Linked DNA regions of Mus musculus: all the other regions are linked to region 3. A link is a contact called in public HiChIP or PLAC-seq and promoter capture Hi-C data. All regions are on one chromosome and are shown on one strand. The core of a region is the stretch at or near the end of the contact, and the rest is flanking DNA. Distances in the headings are between cores, read along the strand shown. Region 1 holds the start of Ddost (dolichyl-di-phosphooligosaccharide-protein glycotransferase). Region 2 holds the start of Hspg2 (perlecan (heparan sulfate proteoglycan 2)). Region 3 holds the start of Alpl (alkaline phosphatase, liver/bone/kidney).

Region 1 (4,161 bases), core at 1,209-3,708, 510 kb before region 3:
AGGTGCTGGGGCACCAGGGGAGGGGCTTTCCATGGGACCTAAAGGGAGACAGCAGGAGCCGGGGGTGGGGCTGGGGGGACTGGCACTTTAGACAGCTGGCAGAACCCACTCTTGTGTGAACTACAGAATACAAAGTAGCTGCCAGGGGAAACAAAAGGCCATCCGTGTTTAACTGAAGTAGAGAATGGCAGGGACATCTTACCCCAGACAGGGACAGCCTGGGCCAAAGATGAAACGGAAAAACTACCTAGCACATTCACCAAAAAAGCAAAAGAAACGGCCAGGGCTGGAGAGACGGCTCAGTGACTAAGCACGCAGGCTGCTCTTCCAGAGGACCAGGGTTCAATTCCCAGCACCCACACAGCAGCTCACAACTGTCTGCAATTCCAGTCCAAAGGGATCCACCACCCTCTTCTGGCCTCTGAAAGCATCAGGCATAAACATGGTGGGACATACATGCTGGCCAAATATCCATGCAAAACAAACAAACAAACACACACACACACACACACACATAAGAAATTGTCAGGCTGGACAGATGGCTCAGTGGTTAAGAGGACTGGCTGCTCTTCCAGAGGACCTGGTTTCAATTCCTAGCACGTCTGTAACTCCTGTTCCAGGAGATCCAACACCCTCACACAGACATACATGCATTCAAAACACCAATATATGTAAAGCAAAAACAACTAAGTTATATATTTTTTAAAGTGTTTAAAAAAGCAAAAAGAGCCAGGAGGTGGTGGCGCACGCCTTTAATCCCAGCACTTGGGAGGCAGAGGCAGGTGGATTTCTGAGTTCGAGGCCAGCCTGGTCTACAAAGTGAGTTCCAGGACAGCCAGGGCTATACAGAGGAACCCTGTCTTGAAAAAAAAAAAAAAATGAATGAATGAATGAAAAGAAAAGAAAAGAAAAGAAAAGAAAATTGCCAAAGGAACTGGAGATAGCTAGTTAGTGAAAATACATAGGAAGTGGCTAAAGCTATGGGAAGGGCAAGCATCTCAGCAAGATAAAAATATGAGACTCTCATGTCATCTATTCTCGGTTGGGGACACCAGACTCACAGGCCCAAGGGAGTTAAGAACACTTCTCCAAATATACACATGGAAGAGAGAGACAAAGTTCAGCTCAGTAGATCTTAACAGAAATGTCTAGTGGTGGACTCAACTGCCTTGTAAGACAGAAATAGTTAAGTGTAAGTTACAGATCTTCACTCCATTCAGTAGTCTCTGAGGGCTGGTGAGATGGCTTAGCAGGCAGCCACAGGTCGGTCACTGGGTTCAAGTCTCCAGTAAGGGCTGGGAATGACAAGCGGTGCCTATTACCCAAGCATCAGGAGGCAGAGACTGATCTGAGAGCTCACTGTCCAGCCTGCTTAGTCAAAATGGCAAGCTTCAGGTTCAGTGAGAGACCCTGGCTTAAGGGAGTGAGGAGTGTGACAGAGTAGGTGACCCGATTCTACACGTCCACAGAAGTGTGCACAACCTCACATACATGCATATTTCCCACCACCCCCAATACCAACTAGCCTTGTGTTGGTCAGCCAAAACACATCCATCAGGCCTTAAGGGTTGATGGGTATGTATCTATTTGTATTCTTATGACCTGCAGAATGACTTTTTACAGCAATCCATGTTAATAATGTGACAAATCTTTGTACACAAGCAAGTCAAATCAAGAGTTTCTTTATCAGGACCCTTGTTAGAGAAAACCCCCTTCTCCAGAAGCGAAATGTCTACGGGTGACATTTGGCACTCTATCCTTAGCTGTATCTTTTTGACGGATGAAATCTCCGAGGCCCAAGCTGCAATTAACATTTTCCTCTACTATACTTCGAAACTCACCCCAAGACCCAGAACATGCCCAGGAACAAGAAGACAGCCGTCTCCTGAGCCCCCCCAATCCCATTTCGAGGGGCGACGCGCGCCCTTACCTTCCACCGACGGGGAAAAGATGATAAGGTTGTCATAGAGGAACTCCCCGTACTTAATGAGGGACAAGCTGGGGTCATCTGCGGTCTTGAAGGTGAGCTCAAAGCCCCGGTCTGGAGGAAAGAAACCCGGAACCCGGTCAGGAGAGGAATCCCTGCTGCAGCCCTCGGAGGGGGCTGCCGTCTCCGCCCCAACCCGGGCCATTCCCTCGGCTCTGCTCGGCGCTCACCCTTCAGGCTGCGGAAGAACAGCGAGTGCGTGTCCCGCACGTTCAGGTTGTCCAGCAGCACGAGGGTGCGGGGGCCGCTGGCGCAGACGCAGCCGAGCACGGCCAGCAGCAGCCCGCAGAGGGGCCAGGCGCGGACGGCGAGGCGGGGATCCATCTTCATCTCCCAGCAGCCCAGGCCAGCACCTGGGCACCGGAAGCGTCCCTCGCGGCCGCCCAATGGCCGCTCGCAGCGGCGGAGTACCACTTGGAAGCGGTCCGGGTACTCCGTGGCCCCGCGGCCCACGCCGCTGCGGGGACGGACCAAGAAGCAGGGAACGCCACCGGAAGTGGCCCTCCGGAGGCCGAGTCTCTGTACCTTATTGGCGAAACGCACTTGAGGCTCCGCCTCCCCCATGGAAAAGGGCCAATCCAAGAGAGACAGCTCCGTAGCTGCTGCCAATCAACAAAGCCGGGCGCCCTTTGCCTCCGCCCAGGCTAGCTCCCGCCACATCTCTCAAACTCTCCTCTAGCGTCTCCAGATTTTCCGTTTCCTAGGCAGCCGCCCCTTTTCCCCCAGGACGCAGTTGTCATTACCAGGACCAGATAGGGGTGAATTCCTCGCCTGTCGCTAGTCTAACGGGCTCGGAAGCAGGCCCTTATCTCTTGAGAGCAATGAGGTGGGGAAATAGGCTCTGGCCAGGCCCGAAACAGGGTGGATGGCCAAGGAGAAGGTTAGTGATCAAAAGGCTCTTCACAACCAGGATTGGTGGCTCGTGCTTTTAATTTCAGCACTCGAGTGGGAGGCAGAGGCAGATCTTTGTGACTTCGAGGCCAGCCTGGTCCACATAGTGAGTCCAGGCCTGCTGGGGTCACATATTGAGAGCTGGTATAATGCGGCGGGAGGGAGCAACTTGGCTGGCCGGCCAAGGTGATCCCCTGAACAATCAAGCCACGCGACAGACCTAGTGTAAAGACGATTTATCGTCGGTGGAAGGGAAGGGGACTTGGGACGGGGTAGAGACCGAAAAGGGGAACAGAGAATGGTAGAGAAGAGGCCAGCTGAGAACATCTGGGGGGAGAGAGGAGAGAATAGGAGATAGGGAGAGAGGCAGGTTAGCCGAGAGGAGTCCTTACACGCCTGGCTCGCACCTGGCTGGCGGCTACCCAAGCTGCTGCGTGGTGCCTAGCGGAATTGTCTATAAGCCAACATGGGGTGCCAGCAAGATGGTTCAGCTGATAAAGGTGCTTGTTTGCCACCAAGACTGACGTCGTGAGTTCAATCCCTGGGCCCCAGACGGTGGAAGGAGAGAACGGCCTTCTGCAAGTTGTCTTCTGACACACACACACACACACCAACCCAAGATTCAGGACAGAAATAAAACGTAGAGGTCTAGGGATGTGTACTTCAGTGGGTAAGATGCATGCATTATCTAGATTGCAGGAAGGCCTGGGTTTGATGCCCAGTATCATAGAAAACTAGGCATGGCAGCTGGCAGCTGTAACCTCAGCACTCGAGATACAAACATCAGGATAATTAGTGCAAAGTTGTCCTCAGCTACATGCAAGTCCCAGGCCAGCTGGATGTGACCGTCTCCATATAATAATTATCGTTCCTAAACTTCTCTGAAGCCCAACCACACCACTCAGTGACACTGACTTTAGGGATGTGCCATTGTTAGGACACCCTTTCAAGGTACCCACCTACACCTCTCCCTATAGCTTCAACCGCCTCTGCTCTCTGCTCTGAGTACTGCCAACCTTCGCACACACCCTTGAGTTGCCCATCTGCACCTGTTGCCCTTTCAGCTCCCTCCACAGGTGCCCGCCCTCCCCAGGACTCCCACCTGAGATCTGTATCTTTGCTTTTCCATGGTGGTGGGTGGGGCTTTATTCCCTCAGAAACCTGAGCAACCTCCCCTGACTGGTGCTACTGCAGTGGCCTTTGGTAGTCTGACCCTGTACCCTGGCTGCTTCAGTGAAAACTCCTTGGCCCAAGAGTAAGTAAGGCCTACCAAAGTCTCTGGT
Region 2 (3,931 bases), core at 479-2,978, 330 kb after region 3:
GCGGTAAGGAAAGTATCTTCCCAATGAATGAGCCTGGGGGACTCCCATGGCTGTCCCGGAATGCTGTTCAATTAAGATTTGGTGAATGAAAAAGAGAATGGGGCAGTGGAGGCAGTCAGGGAATTCCAGTAGAATTCCTCTGGCCCTCCGCAAACAGTTCCACCCTCCACTCCTGCCATTGTGTAGCCCATACATGAGGGAGCCCTTCAGCAGGGGGCAGAGCTGAGGGGAGACCAGGAATAGATAGCATCCCAGGTCTAGGTCATTGCCTTAAGGAAGGGAACATCGGTCTTAGGAGTTACAAGTTCAGGCTGAATGGGGAGCAACCGCAGTGCCCTGCAGTTGAGTGTTGGGGTGAGAGGCCAGACAGAAGGTTAGAGGAGAAGGCTGCTCTGTAGAGGGTGGGGAGGAGAGGTGCTACGTGGGTGTGGCAGAAACAGAAAAGGGTCAAGCCTGGTGGGCGGTTAAGGAGTGACTCAAGAGGGCAGAGGTGATAGAGAGCCAGCCAGGCAAGGACAGAGAAGCAGTCACTGGGTAAACACTGGCCTAGTTGGAAAAGTCACCCTCTTGGCTCCAAGAACAGGGAACAGGGATAGAGACTGTCTAGGAGCACCTGGGCTCTGTGGCTCACCACAGCAGGGCCCAGAGGTACCCCACCCTCATCTTCCACCCTCTGCCTGCCGGGTCCATCAACTCCACCCTGTCCTCCGTGAGGTCACTCAGGTCCTCTGGGCCTCTCCTGCCAAGTGCCTTCCAGGTCTTAGGATTCCTGACTCAAGAGTTCCCTTCTCCTCCTTGTGGCCCCTTGTGAGCTCAGGGTAAGGGCAGAACTGAAGGAGCACACACAGCATCCCACTTGGGAGGTGGTGGAAGAATCCTGGGGACTCTCAGCTGCTCTTGGGCTGGCTTGTAGTAAGCGCTGCACCCAGCACTCATTCCATCCAGGCCCATTCTGCCCTGAGGCTTCCCATTCTGAGTTCCCTTTACCCACGTGGGACTACCTCCCAGAGGTTAACTAGCTCTCTGCAGGTCTCACGGAGGCTCAGTGCAACGCAGTGATTGATTTAGCTTATGGCTTAGAAAACTCCAGGGTCCATGGGGTGCTCCACACAAGGCTTAGTTTTGTTCCAAGTTTTAACTTTTGACTGCCTGATCATAATCTCCCCCCAGAGGATAGCATGGTAAAGTTCCAGCGACGACTGACAGGGTACCCATCACCATGAACTGCCCCTTCTGCCAAGTTGGCAGCAGAAAGGAATACCCTTGTCCTGCCAAGTTCCCACCCTGCTAGAAGTTTCTCCGTCAGCCCCCCCACACGCCAGAACTGCAGGCCGGGCCATGCCCAGAGGCGACTTTGAGCCTGAACAACGTGGCCGGCGACCCTCCGATTTCCACGCTTGCGGGGACGGCCCCTGACCTCCACGCTGGATCCCTGGGACGTCCCCTAGGAAAGCCCCACGCTGCAAGGGTGGCGCTGGCCAGTGCCAGCCCAGGGTCCTTCGCGGGCGCGGCCGTCCCGGGCCAGAGTCCCAGCCGAGCAGCCTCCGGTGGCCCCGCCAAGTTGGCGCGCGCCCCCCGCCCTCGGCCCTCGGTCACGCAAACTCACCGCTAGCAGCCGCGCGTGCAGCAGCAGCCCCAGCAGCAACGAGCCCACTGCCCGCTGCCCCATGGCCCGGCCTCGTTCGCTGGCTCGCTCGGCGCCTCCCGCAGCCACCAGCTCGCTGTCCTGCCGAGTCCTTCGGACTGCTCGCCTCTTTCCCACCCCCCACCCCCCCAACCAACTCCCGTCCCCGCCCTCCCGTGCACGCCCCGCCCCCGGGTCTCCGGCTCCGCCCCCGAGGCGCCAAGTTCAGGAGCCCTAGGCCCCACCTCCAAACATTTAGCCACACCCCACAAGACCAGGTTCCGCCCCCGAGGCAACGCGTCCTGACCATATAGACCACGCCCCTAACAAGACCTGGCCCCGCCCCCTCAGCGGCGGCCCCCGCCTCCTAGCCGCGAGCTAGGCTCTCTGGAGGAGCGGCGCGGCCGACTGTGCCTTTGTCTGGGCCCCAATCCCCCTCGATGTGGGATGAGGCCCAACCGGCTCCACGCCAGACGTGGCTTGGAGTGTGGGATAGGACTGAGACGCCACCTGGCAGGGCCTCGAGCCCTCCGCACACGCCGCTCCTTCACACCACGTGCTCCACACGGAGTGCACAGCAGTTTTCGAGAGAGGGGGATCTCACATGCACTCAGCTGCTCACATCCACTCCATGTACCTGTTTACCTTTTTGTTTACCTTTCTACAGACTCAAGCATCCCAACAAGCTATAAAGTGGCTTTTATTTATTGTGTTTGTTTTCTGTACCTCTGTGTGTGTGTGTGTGTGTGTGTGTGTGTGTGTGTGTGTGTGTGCGCGCGCGCGCGCGCGTGCGCCTACATACATGCCCCAGTGCACATGTGGAGCTCAGAGGTGTTTTGGAAAGTAATGGTCTCCTAGCATGTGGGTTCCGGGATCCAACTCAGGTAACAGAGCTTTGTGGCAAATATCTCTTCCCACTGAGTTCTCTCTCTAGTCTGGATCACACACCAATCACACACCCAGTTCCTCACACATTTTGTGCTAGGGCTTATGTGCTTTTTCACACACTCACCAGCCTATATGTTCTACATTTTTCCTCCACACATTCATCCCAGTGCGTGATACTGGACAAGATGGTGCTCCTACCCCTATGCCACAGACGATCTGAATCACTCATAGACCCACTCTGATTCACATACATCAGTCCCAGAGATGTATCACTTTGTATACCCAGGTTCAGACAAGGCTCTTCCAGAGCCTCAGTCTCAGGTGTTCTTGCCAAGTCACTGGCATTGAGGCAACCCTGCTGCATCCCAGGGGCAGACACACAAGCCTGGAGCTGGGGTGTGTCTTTACCACCTACCCAGGGTCCCCTTTTTTTGACTGAAAATTTCCAGGAAGCCCCAGGCTAATGGGTGGAGAGAAAAATAACTGAAGTATGTGTGTGCCTTTGAGGAAAACCCTTTGAGTGATGATAGAGGGAGAAAAAAATACAAACCCAAGTTTCCATTGTTTCCTGTGAGTTGCTAGGTTCCAGAAAACTCCTAGCAGACTTTGCAGCCAGGAGTTAGGTGGGCTGTGGACAGAAGGAAATGCCCAGTTCACTGAATGGCGCCAGCCCTGTCCGGAAAGTATGTTCTCTGTGATAGGAGCCAGACACTTGGGGACCTGAGAAAACACTGACATCCTGACCCTATTCCACAGAGACACCATCTCCAAAAGACTGGGCTCTTCTCTGCCCTGTGGGCATAACTATGAGGGACCAACTCATAGCATGAAGAGCAGAAAGTACATCCAAGTGGGCCTGCCAACACTCTGGCCTCAGCCCAGGCTCCCAGCATAGCACCTAATAAGGCCTGCATCTGCTCCTCGCAGGGGGATGGGACAGACAGAGAAGGCATGCCCAGTTGTGGTCCTCAGTGGTCCCTGTTCTGCTAAAGGGGACAAAGGAGGACACAATCCTGCCTCGTGCTATTCTCAGTGCAACAGAGAAGCCTGCCTCTACCATCTAGCTGTGAAGTCCGAAACAAATCCTTCAGCCTCCACTGTCTGCCTCCGTTCAGGAAGCAAGGGCCATGCTGACCTTTCTCACAGTGTGCATATGAGGACTAAGGGACACTGATGGGAAAAAAAAAAGAGAAACAAAACAAAGAAAAGAAAAGAAAAAGAAAGAAAGAAAGAAAGAAAGAAAGAAAGAAAGAAAGAAAGAAAGAAAGAAAGAAAGAAAGAAAGAAAGAAGCGTCAGGCCAGAGAAACGGCTCAGCAGGTAGGGACACTTATCACCGAGTCTGAGAACTTGAGATCAGAGCTCTATCTCTGGGTCCTACAAAGGTAGAAGAGAACCAACTCCCCAAAGTTGTCCTCTGA
Region 3 (4,322 bases), core at 364-2,863:
TGGTGTTGGGGGCAGAGGAGAGGGGCTCCGTGGTAAGAGACAGGACCCTTCAGCCTTCAGCGCCTGCTGCTTCAGCTTCTCAGCTCTGCCAATGTTGGGAAGGGGGATCATTTATGATGCGGATGTCCCTCGGCACACAGATACAATCTCCAGCCTTTTGTCATCTTGAGCCCTTTGGCGCTAGCTAGCAAGTAATTGCCAAGTGCTGTGTTCTGAGCTCACTGCTGTCTTAACTCTCAGCTCCTTACAGACGAGGACTGCCGGGAAATGACCAAAGTTTCATTTATTCACCGCCCCAATGGCTTTTGCCATTATGACCTTGCTATGAAATACATAAATAAGGAGTAATTTACCCAATACTTGGTCTCACTTTGTAAAAACATAAACTTATTTCTCAAGGGAAATTTCCTAGCACCGCTGTAAATAAACAGCATTAATTATTAAAATACAAGAACAAATGAAAACAAACCCAGGCATTCCTGGGTTTTGGCATCAGGCTCCAGTTCCGGCCCTGAACTTACCGATGAGGTCACATGTTGTCTCTGGGCCTTGCTTTTCCTCCTGTAAAATGGGCTCAATAGTAGAGCTCATATAGAAGATGCCTGGACCTAAGACGGAACTTCAGGGTAGAAGTGATCAATCCTAGGTGCCCAGGAAGATGGAGTTCAGGGAAACCTGATCTTTGCTTTCAAATCTCTGGCTGTTGGGGATTAGAGGTACAGATGGGTTTTGTCAGCTTCAGTAGCGATGATAAGACCCTCCTCTTAGGAGGAAATGAGGAAGTATTCAAATGGTGGTGGCATTCAAACCTACCTCCAGGAGTTCACAGTAGGAAACGAATCAGAGACTTCAAAACCAGACTGGCTTTCAGGGGAAGGGAGGTGGTGGCCCTTGGGGAACTGGATAAGGCCCACTGGCACCCAGCGGTTGCCTTTCCTTGTTTCCTGTGCATGTTCCAAACTCGGTCTCTTATAACTCTCCCAATAACGTGAAGGAAGAAAAACCAGGGGATAGTGTCTGCGGGTTATAGAGCCTTGGCCAGTCCCCCGAAGTCACCAGAGCAGGCCTGTGGGCCTAGACAGTCTGGCTCCACTGCCTGGGAAGTGGTCTGCCCCGGGCAGGTCCTGGGGCTTCTGGCTGGGACAGACAGAATGTCCTGAGTCCCTGTTTCTTCAGATATTAGGGAGGGAGGGCCCTGTCCAAGGGGTCTCCTTCTGCTTCCTACTGACTTAGTTAAGGGCAAAAGAGAAAGTGGATAGGAAAGGGGTAAGGGTGTGAGGCTCAGAGGTGCACATGGTGACGGACAAGGATGTGTAGGCAGAAAGACGCACAGAAAAAAGGAGCCAGGTGGGTTCACAGACGCGCAGGGTCAGGCACAGGAAGACAACCATCGAGGGACAAAGTCTCCTACAGAGAAATCAAACCTAAAGACAAGCCAGCTGCACCCTGAAGCCAGGATGAGCCGCAGGGAAAGAGAGAGGCAAGGCGGGTTACCCTGCCTGTTGCAGCCCTACGGGCCGGGTCGAGCGCCGCGCTCCCGGCAGGGGGCGCCCTGGCAACGCAGAGGCACCCGCCTGGGGCTCGGGGTGCGGGCCGGGGGCGGGGCGGCCGGGGGCGGGGAGGCCGGCGGGTGCTCGGCCAGGCCGCCTTCATAAGCAGGCGGGGGAGGTGGCCGCCAGAGTACGCTCCCGCCACTGCGCTCCTTAGGGCTGCCGCTCGCGAGCCGGAACAGACCCTCCCCACGAGTGCCTGCAGGTAAGGAAAGCATGCTGCGCCCGTGGCTTGCGCGACTCCCACGCGCGCGCTCCGCCGGTCCCGCAGTGACTGTCCCAGCCACGGTGGGGACACGTGGAAGGTCAGGCTCCCTGGGGACCCACGACCTCCCGCTCCGGACTCCGCGCGCATCTCTTGTGGCCTGGCAGGATGATGGACGTGGCGCCCGCTGAGCCGCTACCCAGGACCTCACCCTCGTGCTAAGCACCTGCTCCCGGTGCCCACGCGCCTCCGTAGTCCACAGCTGCGCCCTTCGTGGTCCCTTGGCACTCTGTCCCGTTGGTGTCTAAAGTAGTTGGGGAGCAGCAGGAAGAAGGCACGTGCTGCGATCTTTGGCGGGAGAGATCGGAGACCGCGTGCTAGTGTCTGTCTGAGAGTGGGGGAGCCCAGGAAACGGAAGGAGCCTGTGAACGGTTCCAGGCTGTGTGCAGGTGAGAGTGGGGCTGCTGCCTTGCCCAGCGCGGGTAAGAAAGGGTTAAAGGCACAGTCACAGCGGCAGGACCCAAGACGGAGGAAAAAAACCTCATTCTTACTCCCACATTGTCCATGGTAATCCTTTTCAACGCGTAATGGGCCTGAGGAAGGAAGACTTGCAAAGGACTCTGGGGTATGCCTGTGAATCCTGATTAAAAAGGAAAGCTGGCGCGGCAACTCTGGAGAGATGCTGGCAGTCTGGAGGCTGAGGATCTCTGTGAGTTCGAGGCCACTCTAACACTCTAGGAAGATTAGGTCTCAAAATCATACACACACACACACACACACACACACACACACACACACACACACACACACACACACATACATATAACAGAGGGATTATTCTCAGGCCTGAAAGAACGTTTGGCTCCAAGAAGAATTCAAAGACCCCCCCTCAGGCAGCCTCAGATTCTCAGTCTGGTTGAGAATTAGGGCAACTGTTTATTAAATGCTGGATAAGGACTGCTCTGACACCTGACAGACTACAAATAGGGACAGAGAGTTTTAGACAATGTAGGCAATGACATTAGGCATTGAACCCTGTTGCCCATTCTCCACAGCCCAGGAGATTAAGGAGAGCCCCCCCCCAGTATGCCCTTCACCCTCCAAGCCTCTCTGGTCTCCCCAGTCAGCTCTTTCCTCTCCCACTCCCTGGCCGTCTCCTGTCTCTGCCTCCTTTTCCAATTCCTGAACCGTCTCTGGTTCCCTTAGGGGAGAACACAGCTTCTCAGAAGCCTACTGGTGGAGTGAGACAGGTCTGGGCTGGTTCGCAGCCATGTCAGTGATGGTCCCATCTATATGTTAAGACTACAGTGAATCAAAAGACCCGATAGGCCAGACAGTGAGTGTCTTCGATCCACACATACTTACCAGGCATCAGTTGTGCGCTAAACTCTGATCGAGGTGCTGAGAAGGGAACAGTAAATAACGACCCCTTCCCCCCACCCAACTCATTGAGGCGAACATTGGCATAATAAATTCTTTTCAGGCTTTGAAAATTTGAGTGTCACATGGTAGAATGAAGATGACGTAGTTCCCCCAAAAAAGGGATCAAGATGTCACACTGTTGTCACAGTGAGCAGCCAGTACATAGTACTAACAAGATGGGGTGAAACTGTGTGATCTGGCCACAGCTCTGCTCTCACGGTGGCTCGGGATTCTCCTTGAGGGCGTACAGGAGCTGGAAGTCTTTGGTCTGTAGACCCTATTGGTGGGGAGCATGCTGTACAGCCTGCAACATGTTTAGCGGGTTCACATACTTTAGAAAGCAGTGGCTGTCCCTAGCTCCAGTCTCAGCAGAGATTGCATCAGTGTGTACAGGGTTATGTCACTGCCTCTGAACCCTGCGATCCTGTCAACCACCTTTGCCCAGGCTCTGCCCATTCCTTGATGGGCTGGACAGGGAGGAAGCACTCAGCCTTCCTTACTGTCACTTGGGTGTCCTCCTCCCTCCCGGACACAGCCTGGGAGGGGAGCCTGGAGCTCCCGGCTGGGAATAGCCCAGGAATCTCCTGCCACCCACCTCTACCTCATTGCCCACAAAGCCCAGCACCAGGTCCTTTCCTGTTCTATCCTGCACAGACAGGAGATGTTATCCTTTCTTGCATATGAAGAAACCTCTTGAAGGGACAGTGACCTGCCCTGGGACATCTACAAGCCACTTGGGCATCTGGGGCTGGGCCCAAGTACCTACAAGTTTAGGTTCTGTGATAGGTTCAGTGATGTCCCTGCCAGAGCATATCTGGGCTTCAGGCTTCGGGGCAGGAGAGATGGGGGTGAATCCAGGATGTGGAATCCAGGGGTAGAGTTTGAAGTTCTCAGCGCGAAGTCTATCTGACTGGGCTATTAACACAAAAACCCTGGAGCTTGAGGAGAGCCTTGTGGGTAGCGGAGCAGACTGGGCTGAGAACTTGGGCTCAGAATTCTCCACGTGGCCACAGGAATGCTGACTGAGCTTCGGAGCACAACAGCCCATCGACATTGGCACACCAGGGCTGGGCTGTGTGGTATGTTTGTTATTTTGTCACCCCCCCCTCATATTTCTGTAGCTGTTCTAACCTTCAGAATAGAGT

Evidence for each region. Promoter capture Hi-C pulls out the DNA fragments that hold promoters and counts their contacts. HiChIP or PLAC-seq counts read pairs in DNA pulled down with a chosen protein or histone mark.
Region 1: a promoter capture Hi-C map of pre-B cells shows a contact between it and region 3, with 2.9 times the contacts expected there. The contact joins the promoter of Ddost here to the promoter of Alpl in region 3. A contact is called at or near these places in 2 of 39 promoter capture datasets (pre-B cells and stem cell-derived epiblast-like cells), 2 of 115 datasets of contacts at active chromatin or transcription factors (embryonic stem cells and large pre-B cells) and 1 of 9 other capture datasets (embryonic stem cells).
Region 2: a contact with region 3 is called in an H3K4me3 HiChIP or PLAC-seq map of embryonic stem cells, with 6 times the contacts expected there. The contact joins the promoter of Hspg2 here to the promoter of Alpl in region 3. A contact is called at or near these places in 2 of 39 promoter capture datasets (hippocampal neurons and stem cell-derived epiblast-like cells), 2 of 484 Hi-C or Micro-C datasets (embryonic stem cells and olfactory sensory neurons) and 3 of 115 datasets of contacts at active chromatin or transcription factors (all in embryonic stem cells).

Annotation. Positions count from the first base shown.
Region 1 is chr4:138,303,035-138,307,195 of GRCm38.p6, reverse strand. It overlaps Ddost (dolichyl-di-phosphooligosaccharide-protein glycotransferase), which reads right to left and starts at 2,458. Exons shown (of 11, transcript NM_007838.3): 1 at 2,158-2,458; 2 at 1,931-2,041. The coding sequence starts at 2,317.
Region 2 is chr4:137,466,600-137,470,530 of GRCm38.p6, reverse strand. Hspg2 (perlecan (heparan sulfate proteoglycan 2)) reads right to left here and starts at 1,728. Exons shown (of 97, transcript NM_008305.3): 1 at 1,607-1,728. The coding sequence starts at 1,669. Gm13010 (a long non-coding RNA gene) reads left to right here and starts at 3,389. Exons shown (of 3, transcript XR_881513.1): 1 at 3,389-3,830.
Region 3 is chr4:137,793,675-137,797,996 of GRCm38.p6, reverse strand. It overlaps Alpl (alkaline phosphatase, liver/bone/kidney), which reads left to right and starts at 1,613. Exons shown (of 12, transcript NM_007431.3): 1 at 1,613-1,755.